Linked DNA regions of Mus musculus: region 1 is linked to region 2. The links are chromatin contacts, called in public HiChIP or PLAC-seq maps. All regions are on one chromosome and are shown on one strand. Each heading gives the region's core, a stretch centred on a gene start, on an enhancer-like site or on the middle of the called end of the contact. The rest is flanking DNA. Distances are from core to core; before and after follow the strand shown. Region 1 overlaps Tfap2a (transcription factor AP-2, alpha). Region 2 has its middle 8.8 kb from the start of Gm23972.

Evidence for each region. HiChIP or PLAC-seq counts read pairs in DNA pulled down with a chosen protein or histone mark.
Region 1: an H3K27ac HiChIP or PLAC-seq map of embryonic fibroblasts shows a contact between it and region 2, with 7 times the contacts expected there. The contact joins two enhancer-like sites. A contact is called at or near these places in 13 of 39 promoter capture datasets (the 3T3-L1 cell line, 3T3-L1-derived adipocytes, cranial neural crest and 6 more), 1 of 484 Hi-C or Micro-C datasets (adipose-derived mesenchymal stem cells), 13 of 115 datasets of contacts at active chromatin or transcription factors (astrocytes, bone marrow-derived macrophages, craniofacial prominence and 10 more) and 2 of 9 other capture datasets (liver and macrophages).

Annotation. Positions count from the first base shown.
Region 1 is chr13:40,719,319-40,725,682 of GRCm38.p6, forward strand. Tfap2a (transcription factor AP-2, alpha) reads right to left here. Exons shown (of 7, transcript NM_011547.5): 3 at 5,811-5,862; 4 at 3,773-4,004; 5 at 1,951-2,069; 6 at 1-15. Among named protein-coding and RNA genes, the nearest start is that of Gm26688, 5.3 kb to the right of the region's middle. Within about 2 kb of position 3,828, at least 262 of the 459 cell types and tissues checked have an H3K27ac peak or open chromatin away from gene starts, as enhancers often do. A contact at or near this core is called in adipose-derived mesenchymal stem cells and embryonic fibroblasts, where this site is marked.
Region 2 is chr13:39,847,002-39,853,503 of GRCm38.p6, forward strand. No RefSeq gene overlaps it. Among named protein-coding and RNA genes, the nearest start is that of Gm23972, 8.8 kb to the right of the region's middle. Within about 2 kb of position 2,685, at least 25 of the 459 cell types and tissues checked have an H3K27ac peak or open chromatin away from gene starts, as enhancers often do. A contact at or near this core is called in adipose-derived mesenchymal stem cells and embryonic fibroblasts, where this site is marked.

The DNA of each region.
Region 1 (6,364 bases), core at 2,578-5,077, 870 kb after region 2:
GGTGGACGGCTTCTCCTGGCAAGAGGTGGAGGAGGGAAGTGAGGGCCAGAGAACCACGGACTTGGGATCAAAGTTTCCCCTCCACACCCAACTCCCTAAACTTTCTTCACCAAAAGTTGGAAGGAACAGAAACCACTTGTTTCCTTTCTTTAGACTTTTCTTCTTCTCTGTGCGATCCAGAGAGCAAACTCAGCAGTGCCTAGCTGGCTTACAAGGCCAAGAGGGTTTGAAAATGTTAATCTCGCCCATCCCCACCCCCACCCCCATCCCCGACTGCAGTTTCCTCGACTTCTGTTTGAAAATGGCTGCCCTGTTCCACCCTCACACCTATCAACACACCCATCAGTGGCGCTTCCTAATCACTCCTTGAGCATTTCAGCAGGCGAACAACCGAGAAAGTTTACATTTTAACTTGATCACATACAATTATCTGTTCATCCAAGCCGATTAACCAAGAGGATTTGAGGGTCACTCCACTGAGTCTGTCTGTGTTGTTGATTTTCGAATCTTTGGTTTTAATTTCCTGAACCAGTTGGTTTTTACTGCGGGGCTTCCTGCCATTAGCTCCGGCTCCGGAAGAACGCATGCGCCAATTAGAGCATCAAAGCCCTCTCTGCAGAGCTTGTTTCCATAAAATGGTGCGGATCACAAACAATAACAGTTCTCCAGAAACTGCCTCCCCTCTGCCTCACTCAACCCCCAGACCCAGACCAGTGCCTCACGCTCTACCCTCAGCTTCCACCACCATTTTCCTGGCATATAATTTGGGGATTATGATATGGACAGCAGGATCTCTATACACTACCATTATTTTAACATAATGTTGCTGGGTTTGAATTTCTGGCCCTAAACAATAGATTTTTTTTAAGTTACATTATCACCACCTTCAACACCATTTAACACCCAGAAATCCTAGAATGCCTTCTCAAAAACATTGTTTCCAATGTTCTCGAGAAACTTTCAGATTCTTAGATTCCATGGCAATATCTCCCTCGATGCACTATGCAAATAAATTATGCCTCATTAAAACATAAGTGGCTAGCTTTAAATCTGCCTGGTAATAAATCTCCATCTTCTTATTTTTCTATTAATGTGAGATATAACAAGACACAAAGGAGAGCTATTCCCTGATTCCCAACCTTAAATGAACTGAGTATCAGAAGAAGTTGGGAATCTAGGAAGCAGGATGGTGAGTGAGCAGATTCTGGTGACAGCTTTTGGGTAGCTGGCCAGGGTGGCTTTTTGTCTTAAGGACTTTGAAGGGTGGGTGTGTGTGTACTAAAGGGGAGGCGGGGGGGGGGGGGAGCCGGAGTAAAAAACTCTTTTACAATTTGTCTGTTTCTTCTTCTCTTTCTGTATCAAACAATCCAGATTCTAGAATTGCTCACTTTCTGCCCCTCCTGGAGAGAAGACACACAATGGAAACAAGAGGTAGGAAGTATATGGCTGGAAACCAACAACCCACAAGGGCTTTTAACCCTGAGCTTTTGGGACAGTCTTAAAGCAGGATGCAGGTCAGAGATTCCCAAATTCATTCAGGAAGTAATGGTCACGCATTTCTCAAATGCAGATGTCAGAATAACTTAAGTGATTTACTGCTGAGTTCTTTCCAGGAGACAGGAACTTGGGGAATGTGTAGTTCTTAAATTTGTTCACTGTTTAGGTCAGGTTTGAGCTGAGGGTAGGGTGACTCTGCCAGACAGAGGAAGAAGAACATATAGGCACGAGTCTATACAAATAGGCTTTGGATCTTTTGTTTTATTTTGTTTTGTTTCTTGTTTTTTTCCTTGGCATCCCAAATTCTTTTCAATTCCCAGTTACATTCCATGGAAAAGTGAAGCCACCCAAAGGACACAAAACACACTCAAACATCTGGCTACTAAATATTATCCACCCCACCCCACCCCCAAGTTGACAGTTCCCTTCCAGATAGCAAGCAGATCTGTTTACCTTCCACTAGTGACGTGAGGAGGGTAACGTTGGCAGCTTTACGTCTCCCTGCTGGCAGATTCAATCCTATCTTGTCCAGTTTTTCTCTTAAAGATCTCCCTCCATTCTTAGACTTCGCTCTGTTTCAGAAACATGGGAGGCAGGGGTGTTAAAAAGATTGATTTTTCTCTTGTCACATCAGAGTCATTCTGAACACTTTCTAAAATGTGTTCTTAAAAACTGAGGGTCATGGTTCCAAGGCAGGAAAAGAGAGAGCAAGAAGGAACTATATAGAAAGATCATGGAAGATGAAAGGCATAGTTGTCATTGCAACTATTGTGGCAGGTTGGGAACTTTCCATTTTCACACACACACACACACACACACACACACACAGTTCTGATTGCAAGAGTTGGAGGTATTCCTGAGTTCCACTGATAACTGTGTTGCTTTCCCTGTTGCTATAATCCCAGCAAAGCCCAGTGGGGTCTTTAAATTGTCTTCACAAGATCTGCTGTTAGGTTGTTCCCAGTGACCAAAGTTATCATCGCGCTCTCATTTCATGTCCTGGCTTTGATCCCAATGGGAAATGCACCTTGCCAAGTGTTTACATGCCATGTCAGGAGCATAACTGGAAATGTCAAGAGGCTGATGGCTGATATCAGCCTTCAAAATTTTTCCCTGATTTCAGAAACAATGGAGTCACTTCTAAATAGATGTCTAAATAGACTCCCATAATCAGAAAGTGGTTAAGATAAATTGTTTAAATAAAACAGCAAATTAATTAATTTCAGATTTTATTCCCTACTCAAGTGGGTCTTTAATTGTGTGGATTAGATTATACTCCCATAGGTGAGCAGTCTCCGATATTGGGGATGGGGGGAGGGGAGGAAAAAGCAGAGGGCAGAGAAAGATCTGTGACAGTAAAAGATAACTAAGGAAAGCCGCTGGTATTAACTCTGCAAAAACCCTCTTAGAGTATGTAGGTGGGCCATACCCACCAAGGCCCAACTGAGAGTTATTAATATACAGGAATAAAGTTAGACAACGAATTACAGGTCTTTTGTAGAGAGGAGAGTAAGAGACATACTCTTTGGCCAAATTTAATACTAGGCCTACAACTCACACCATTGGATAGATCCCTAAGAACACACCTGGCTCTGAAACTTTTCTCTCTTTAGACTCTACCTCCCTGGCCCTTGTGAAAAACAGGACTCACTCACTTCAGAGAGGTGAGACTCCTGTGTTAATGGATGCGACTACATATAATGAACAGAAACCTGTCACACATCACAGCAAATCAGAACGTCAAAAGAACACCCCCCCCCCCCCCCCCCCCGTACAGAGACTGGAGTGGAGGTAGAGGTTCCTTATGGCAGGAAGTGCCAGCAACCAGGGATGGGAGGCACGCAGCAAGCAGAAGTCACTCTCTTTCTTTACTTGAAAACCTGTCTGTTAAATCTCCACTCAAGACCCTACAGTGTAGTAAGGCAAAGCAAGGAGCCCGGAAGCTTTTCTGAGCTTGTAACCTGTGCGCAACCAGGGAAAAGGCAGCAGCACGGCGCCCCACGGCTGCCAAGGCTGGGACTGAGCCCCAGACGTAGAAAACTGCGCCTGCGTGCTGCAGAAAGCGGAGTTCCCGAGTGCGCAGGCGCGTTGCCTCACACCCCACCCCCGCCTTCAGCCACGCCCACAAAGCGCCACTCTTTTCTCTCCGCCCCTTTCACGTCGCGCGTGCAGTACAGCTACCGGCCCAGCGCAGGCGCACTGGGGCCGGGTTCCCGGGGTGGAGCGGGGCGGGGCGGGGCCGGGTGGGGCGGGGCGGGGCCGGTCCGAGCCTCACCTCCGCAGTACTCCGCCCAGGAGCGACGCGTTAAGACACTCGGGCGGTGAGAGGCGCCGCTGTACTTCCGCCACCGTGACCTTGTACTTCGAGGTGGAGCTGAGGAGCGACAGGCGACCCGGAACTGAACAGAAGACTTCGTTGGGGTTTACCACGCCACCGAAGAGGTTGTCCTTGTTAATAGGGATGGCGGAGACAGCATTGCTGTTGGACTTGGACAGGGACACGGGGCCTGCGAAGACAGATGCGGGCGCGTGTGGGGGGCGGACCGACCGAGCGCTGCTCAGCTCAGGAATCCCGAGGCGGCATCCTGCCCTGACCCTTGCAGCAAGCTGTCTAGAGATGGCTGATGCTGTCGCGACCCCCTAGGCTCTCAAAGGGCTCCGAAGTGATGCAGGAGCTTGGGTTTAGGGAGGCAACGAATGGGTTTTATGTGTAAACCCGAGACAGGGTTGGTGTAGTGGGGGTTTTGCTGGCGAAAGGCTCAGTGCCAAAAGAAATTGCTGTTAAAACCAGCAGACAGTTTCGATTGCTGCAGCAGCCAGTAAATGAACATTTCAGTAAGCTAGCAAGTGGTGGATTCTGTTATCACACACTACACGTCCGTCCTTTCATCAATAGACCCTTATGTTCCATTTAAAAGACACTCGGGCTTTGGAGATCATTCCAAGCCCGTGAACAGGACTCAAGAATAGGCCTACAGTTGAACATTAGGAATGCATCCTTTTGTTGAGCAAATACTAAATGAACCCTGTCTGTCTAAGCCCCTTCAAAGGGATGGGGGTTAGGATATATAATCAGTTAAAACCATAAGCTCTTCATTGTTGGATCTACCATTGTTAGAAAACAAATTCAAGACCATCAGAACAAGGGGTTCATTTCTTAACACATGAAATTCAGATGCACCTACAACCGTTTAAGTTCAATGCGTTTGTATCTTAAAATTCCACACAGAGACATATAATAATATGCACAGTCTCATCATAGCACCTCTCATGTTTTTGTTTTGTTTTGCCTTTAAATAGGGATATTCTACTTGTATGGGGAGGTGAGGGCCTCTAGGTTTTGGATAGATCACTTGTGACATTAATAGCTCTGGGGAGGCTAATAGAGACAATAGGAGTTAAACGAACTCGGGAGAGATTACTAATAAAAGAGCCAATTATCATGTCGACTTGGAAAGAGTACCTCTTAACATTTATCCCTTACACATCTAATTTGACATGACAAAGATTTCACAGATGCAAAAATGAAACTTTAAACTAGCTAACAATATACTGATTCGGGGGTTAGAAATGAGAACAGTTTTATATAGCATCATCCTCTGGTGGTGCCCAGAATCCTGAAGTACCTGCCACCATAACAACAAAAGTACTGCTGCTGCATTTAATACAAGAAACTTTATTTCTACCCACTAAGCACAATGCAGATGATAAACCCATGCAAATTATGTAACATCTTTCTTTTCTATATACATAGGTCAACAGTGGGCATCTTCAAGATACTAATTTTAACCAAAAGCTAAATTTTTGCTAACCTAATTCAAGTTTTAAAGCCTTGAAACTCAATCAAGAGACTAGAAACTAAATCAGAGATCTCGAAAGTTGTCCTCCCCTGATAGGGTGCATTTTTTCAATCTGACTTTTTATTAATATTAAATTATTTGTATTATTTCAGCTTGATACACTTTTGAACCCTCATGGCCTTTAACTGCACACAATTAATTAACTATGAGACTATTTCCAAATCGAAATGCCACTTCCAAATCAGGTCAACTAGTGCACATTTCACTTTGTGCAAATATCATTAAACTACATTCAACGCTGAAATCCCGATTAGAACAAAGCTAGCCTGTTGCCATTATCAAGGTCCTGAAAGCTGGTGGTTTAAGCACTGTTCTTCTATGCGTATCTATTTGCTAATTCTGAGCCTTTAGGAAATCCTATTTGAAAAAAAGAATAAATACAGTCCTGTATGTTCTTTTAAATAGCACTCTGCCTGTAAGGACATGCTTGGAATGAAGAAGGAAATGGCTTACCTTTCTTAATTACAGTTTGATCTGGGATGTTAATACCCGGGTCTTCTACGTGCTGCAACAAAAGGATACACATGAATGTAAGCGTATAATCAAAACAAAAGGAAATGAATATTCGCTGCAAGGTGGGGGAGGGGAGCTCTCCCTCCACCTCCCCCATGACATTTATATATAAACATCTTATCTTGGCTTGCTGAATTTGGAGCTTTAAAACTCAAGAGGTTTCACTGTATACCCTCGGCCCATTTCTCCTCCCCCTTCCCCCCCAGCAGATAATCCACGCTGAAGAGCTCCGGATGGAGAATAAAACTTTCTTTGAAAATCAAATGAAGTTTTGGAGTTCCTAATCTTTTTTTTTTTTTTTTTTTTTTTTTTAAACAATCAGTTCGACCTTTAGAAATGCACCTAGCTTTAGTGTGCCACCTTTCAGCAGCCTCAGACCTCAGGGATCCCAGTGTGGAGGCAGCAAAGCCAAAGAAACACAATAGAAAGGACGGGGTGGGAGAACAGCAGACTGTTGGAAACCCTGTAGGTAATTCACAAAGCGCACGCACACA
Region 2 (6,502 bases), core at 1,435-3,934:
TGAAAAGACCGTAAGGACCCACTTGCTACAATTAACATTGATACAAGAATGTGACATGTAATTGGATGTCTTTGTGGGTGAAAGGTAGGCTGTTGATCATTCCTTTTCACTCTGTGTTACTTATGGGCATGCATTCACACAAGGGAACAGTCATGGGTGATCCCATAGCTGGGTTGTTTTAAGTCCCTTGGTTCAACAGTTTGATCATCACCTTTTGGGCAAGTCTGTTTCACGATGGAAGGACACCACCTTTGTAGCATTGGACCATGTTCCCTGGTGCAGTCTTTAACTTAGCATAAATCAAGCAATTGCCAAGCAAAGAGGATTGAACACTTCTCAGATTACAACTGCAATACTGTAGATGTGAAAGAGGCTGGAATAGAGCAACGGTACATCATTACTAGGAAGGGTACACAAAGCCTTTCCAAAACCAACACTCAGTTATCTACAGCTTCTTTGAAGCAGCTATCTGGAACCAGAGTCAGCAAAACATTTTTCCAGCCAAGCCATCATTAGAATACACCTGCACTGTTAAAAGACGGTGTCCCTAAATGGCCCATTTTCTTCTCCCTCTCCACTTTGTACGCCAGATGTTTGGGCTTTTTGTTTGTTGAAGAGTATGTGGAGTTCCCATATGTCCTTTCCAAAAAAAATCATAGCTTTTAAAAATAAAGCTTTCTCCCCAAATGGCAGCAGGCCACAGATGAAGGCCAACATGTGCTAGAACTCAGGACAGCTGTTGTTATGATTACATTTTTATGATTTATTTGTGAAGTACTTGACAGGCACTGCTCTTAATGTCTCATTTCCATTGGAAGGAATGGCAGGGCAGTACCGTCTTCTTGGGTTCATTGCTGTTACTGTTAGTTTTGAGTGCTTGTGGAAGTTAAAAAATTATCTTCATGTGTGTCCTCTAACAATCGGACTTGGGGCTGTCTTTTGACTGTGTTGCCTCCCATTGGCTCCCCTTCCCTAGCTGGACTCCCAGGTTGGCTCTCAGTAGGAGAGGATATCCTTAGTCCTGCTAGGACTAGATGTCCCAGAGTGGGATGATGCCAATGGGGGTCCTTCTCCTTCTCTCCGGAGAAGGGAAGAGGATAATGGGGCAAGGGATTTGTAAGGGTTCGACTAGGAGAAGAGGAGGGAGGGGGCTGCAATTGGGATGTACAGTGAAGAATAAGGAAATTCTTGAAAATACTGACTTTTGTCAATGAGTCGGTGACAGAGCCAAATGCTTAACACACAAATCTCTCTTTATTCCCTTCCAAGCAGCTCAGGCCTGAGTTTCTACTTCTTACTCACCCTTTTCTATGACAGCTAAATGCATAGTGATATTTAAGACCCTACCTTACATAATCAAACGATACCTTGGGTTGACAAGTTGGCTGGATGGTCCAAGGACTCAGTGCCAAACTTGATGAGCTGAGTTTGATCTTAGGAAGCCACATGGTGAAAGAAGAGAACTGACTCCAGCAAGTACTCCTCTGATTTACTCCTGTATAGCACAGTGCACATGTGCATGTGCATACATGAGTGTATATGTGTGCGCTCACATTCGTGTGTGCACGTGCATGCGCAAACACACACACACACACACACACACACACACAAGATTTTTCTTTTGTTCCTGTTTCAAAAGTTTTCCTCTTTGAAAATCGCATCTCATTCCTTCAGAAGTCACACAGGATTTTTAGAAAGTAAGACTTATTCAAGTCTTTTGTACCCAAGTGCACAATTTTCTTTTTTCTTTTCTTTTTTTTTCGAGACAGGGTTTCTCTGTGTAGCCCTGGCTGTCCTGGAACTCACTCTGTAGACCAGACTGGCCTCGAACTCAGAAATTCGCCTGCCTCTGCCTCCCAAGTGCTGGGATTAAAGGTGTGTGCCACCACGCCCGGCTTCTTTTTTCTTTTTAATTTTATTTGTAATTCATTTTTTACACTCCATAGTCCATTCTCCGCCCCTCCCCATCCACCCTCTTACTGCTCCACATCCCCCATCTTCTCCCCACTTGACCCCATCTTTACGTGGATGCCCCTCCCCCCGCCCCACCTGACCTCTAAACTCGCTGGGGCCTCTTGAGGGTTAGGTGCATCATCTCTGAATAAACACAGACCCGGAAGTCCTCTACTGTATGTGTGTTGGGGCCTCATATCATCTGGGATCTTCAGGAAGTAAGATTTATTCTAGTCCTTTGTACCCAAGTGCACAACTTTTTTGAAATCCATGAGATACGTAATTTGAGACCCCTTGAAGATGCCTGAAGCATTAACAATTAATTAAATTGCTGGCATCACTATTCTTAAACTTTGGGGTTTTATTATTTAATTGGACAAGATAGCTTGAGTAGAGGCATTTCAACACTGTGACATTCAATTTGGTAATCTAAACAATTCATGTGTGGGTTTCAGCATCAAAACACTGGATAAAGGTTTGAGTATCAGACCAAGAGGGACAGAGAGAAAAGTATCAACTCTGTTGCAAGTCTTATGGTGCAGAGGCTCAATTCATGAATTATTTCTAGAACTTCTACTTAGTGTTTTTGGACTGTACTTGATGGTAGGCAACTGAAGCTGTAGAAGATGATGAAATCATGAATCATGGAGGACAGGACATGAGTAATACTTTTCAGCCCTGTAAACAACTGCAGTTATAACTTAGGAAGAAAAATCCCACTGGTAAAAAGAAAGGCCATCACCACCACCACCACCACATGTTACATAGCTACAGTGAGTTCACCAGCGTGAGAACTGGAGCTAACAGTCCCCATGGAGAGAGAGAGAGAGAGAGAGAGGTATTATAGTTTCTTTAATTCTTTTTTTTCTTTCCATTTTTTATTAGGTATTTAGCTCATTTACATTTCCAATGCTATACCAAAAGTCCCCCATACCCACCCACCCCCACTCCCCTACCCACCCACTCCCCCTTTTTGGCCCTGGCGTTCCCCTGTTCTGGGGCATATAAAGTTTGTGTGTCCAATGGGCCTCTCTTTCCAGTGATGGCCGACTAGGCCATCTTTTGATACATATGCAGCTAGAGTCAAGAGCTCCGGGGTACTGGTTAGTTCATAATGTTGATCCACCTATAGGGTTGCAGATCCCTTTAGCTCCTTGGGTACTTTCTCTAGCTCCTCCATTGGGAGCTCTGTGATCCATCCATTAGTTGACTGTGGGCATCCACTTCTGTGTTTGCTAGGCCCCGGCATAGTTTCTTTAATTCTATTCATGATAGTAACTCGCACGTCCTCAGAATTCCTTCTACTTTCCAACATTCAAAAAGGCAGCACACTCCTTCCCTGCCTTTGAAGAGCTTCCTGTGACATTGTTCACTTATAATTATGTCATGTTGCAGTGTACCGTGTCATTTTATGCTGCATGGTACCAATCTGGGACTTCGCTCATGAGGTGAATTATTTCCCTTGTTCAATTAGTTTGAATTTTCGAATCTGAGATTAGTTAATTAATCTTTGCTGACTTTCGCTCTCATCACAACTGAACCGTAGGAATCAAGATATCATAGAACCAGGAGCAGGCCTATCATGCTGCTGAGCGCTCATCCACAGATGGTGTTTTAGCAAACCTATAGTTGGCAGGAAGAGTTTTGAATTTTCTACTCTAAATTAATAGACTCGGCAACATGTCCAACTACTAAATTCATGTTACGATTAAATCGAAATTTATTTTCAATCTTTGTAAAAAGCTGTTTTTCTTTTTAGGCTTACTTTTGATGCTTTGAGACAGGGGCTTGCTATGTAACTTAGGCAAGCCTGGAACTCAGTAGAGCAACCAACTGGCATAAAGTGTACCCTGCTCCTCCTGCCCTTTCTTCCCAAGTGTTGGAATAACAGGTATGCACCAATATTATTAGATCATGCCTTTACCCCTGGTTCACTCTTTTAAATGCATCAGTTTTTATTATTTAATTTTAGGACATATTTATTATATGTGTATAAGTGTTTTAGTTGTATGTATGCATGTACACCACATGCAAAGCAATGCCTCCAGAGGACAGAGGAGGGCATCGGATGCTCTGGGACCAATGGTTCCATACCATTGGTCGGGAGGCACCACGTTAGTGCTAGGAACTGAATTTAGATCTCTAAGAGCGGTGAGTGCTGACTCATTTTTTTTCAGGCACCCTCCAACTCCCCTTTAAAAATTATCTTTATAATTACCATTGGCTTTTAAAAAGATTCCAATTCATGATCAGCAGAGCAACCATAGCGTAACAATACATGCTTTTAAAAGATCAAGAATTGTTCATTTACTTAAATAATTTAAAAAGTGTGCAGTAATTCAAATATATTTCAATCACCCTTCTGCCATAAGAGAATCTATGTACTATATTTTATATATTGTTAAAAAGAACTTTAATTTTGTAGAATTGTATAAATGACTTTCTTTCATCTGACTTCTAAAAGTTTCTGTGTGTGTGTGTGTGTGTGTGTGTGTGTACATGCATTTGTGTGCACTATGAGTGTTCAGGTGCCCATGGAAGCCAGATAGTGTTGATTACCCTAGAACCAGAATTTACAGGTTGGGATTGGGGTTGGGGTTGGGGTTGGGGTTGGGGTTGGGGTGGGATTTGAGGTTGGGGCTGGGGTGAGGTTAGGGTCTCTGTTCACAGCACCTGTCAATGAGCGCTATGCTAGGTGTATTACATTTTTTAATGTAGAATCCTCTGAATGTAGTCAGCCTAGGAGTATTTTATCCCATTTTATTGATGAAGAAACTGAAGCTAAGTGAAGCATCTCTGTTTGTCTAAATCATCAAGAGAGTGTGGAGCAAAGGCAGAGTTTGAATATAGTTTCAGTAAGTAAACAAATAAATAAATAGCATGTACAACTACATACATCTTTTTAGTGTACCAACTTCTAGGAATTGCAATTAAAATTGAGCTGCCTTGCCACGTGATTGCTGTGTTGGACATTTTCTTATGTTGAGAATGGCTGACTGTTTAGCTTCAGTTTAGTCACACACCTCTAACCACATTTCCCCTCACATTCCTGTCTGCTTTATGATAAGACCTAAGGTTGACACCAAAATGTCTCACCAATTGCCAGTAAGTGAGATGTGCTCTGACCAGCAAAATTCATTCAGCAGATTCCCCACCTACTCTCAAGGGGGACAGGAATGAGGTTCCTTCAAGGTTGCTGGTATTTACAGTTTCCCATTGTGTACCATTGTACACTTGCCCAAGCTAACAGCCACTCTCTAGGCAGCACCCCTGGCTTACTGTATATTAATAGAATATTGATATAGCGAAAAGTGCTGTTGTGGGATTCATCCTTTGGTAAATCCTCCACCGTCTGCAGTTTTACAGAGCCATTTAATTAGCGATTTTACAACCTCCTCTCTTCTCATTAAATTAATTAATAATTAAGTTCAAATATAGGCATCTTTAATGTCATAATTATATTTCAGTTTTATGGTCACTGGAGTTTAGCTCATTAGGGGAGGCACTCATAAACCACAGCCCTGTTTAGTGGCTGAAGGCCATCTATGCCACCAGGCTGATTTGAAGCACATCTATGCCACCAGGCTGATTTGAGTTGATGTTTTAATTTCTCTGCTTCTTGAGGGGGCATGGCCAGGTTGTGGAGAGAAATTTCAGTCTTTGTCCTCCGTGAGCATAAAATAACAATTGCAGCAGCAACATCAACAAATGGAATCTACAATAAGTACCCTCTGATCCTTCCAGTCCGCTGACTTCTCTGTCTCCCTTGACTATTTTTGTAACATCGGTCCTTACAGTGTGCTCTGATTGGATCAGATCTTTCCACCTTTGTGCTGCCAGGAAGCTCAGAGTAGCCAGGTCCAGAACTTGTGAGTGATGTCTTCTGATTGCCATCATGATTTACGAAGTCCGTAATGGCCTTTCACACGATATGGCAGGCTGTGCATTCCTTTAGACAGAGTGGATTTATTTCAGCCATTAGCACTGATTAAACCAGCTTAGTAGAAGAGGCAAAACAAAACTTGTCTTTGAAATTGTTCTTATTTAATTTTGCTCGCCCTCGCATAACCCAGGACAGTGCTAATTATTCCTTGATGGAGCTCATATTTCTAATGTAATTCATATGTAAATTCTAATTTCCTTCATCTGGATATGTTTGTGTTCCTTGTCTCCTTTCAGGCAGGAACACAAACAGAGAATTAGAACTGTTTAGAAATGGAAACTTCATGTTGCCTTTTCCTGGCCTGGCTTAGATTTGCTTGCTTCCTTGCTCCTAGGTTAGAACTTGATGATGTTACAAGGTTAAGCTTCAAGTCCGTAGTTCGAAGTGAAAATTAAAAAAAAAAAAAAAACTTAATGCTTTAAGGGGATTTGATTTCCAGAGTTGTGACTTGCATCCTCAAATGCTAGCAGAAGTTTGACCATCTAAACTTTCCCTCAAGTTTGCTCTGACAAAAAGATAAAAAGATAGTAACAACCTTCCTGGGCATAGTGATTAATGATTCTAATTCTGGCACTGGGGAAGTAGAGACAGGAACATAGCCACAAG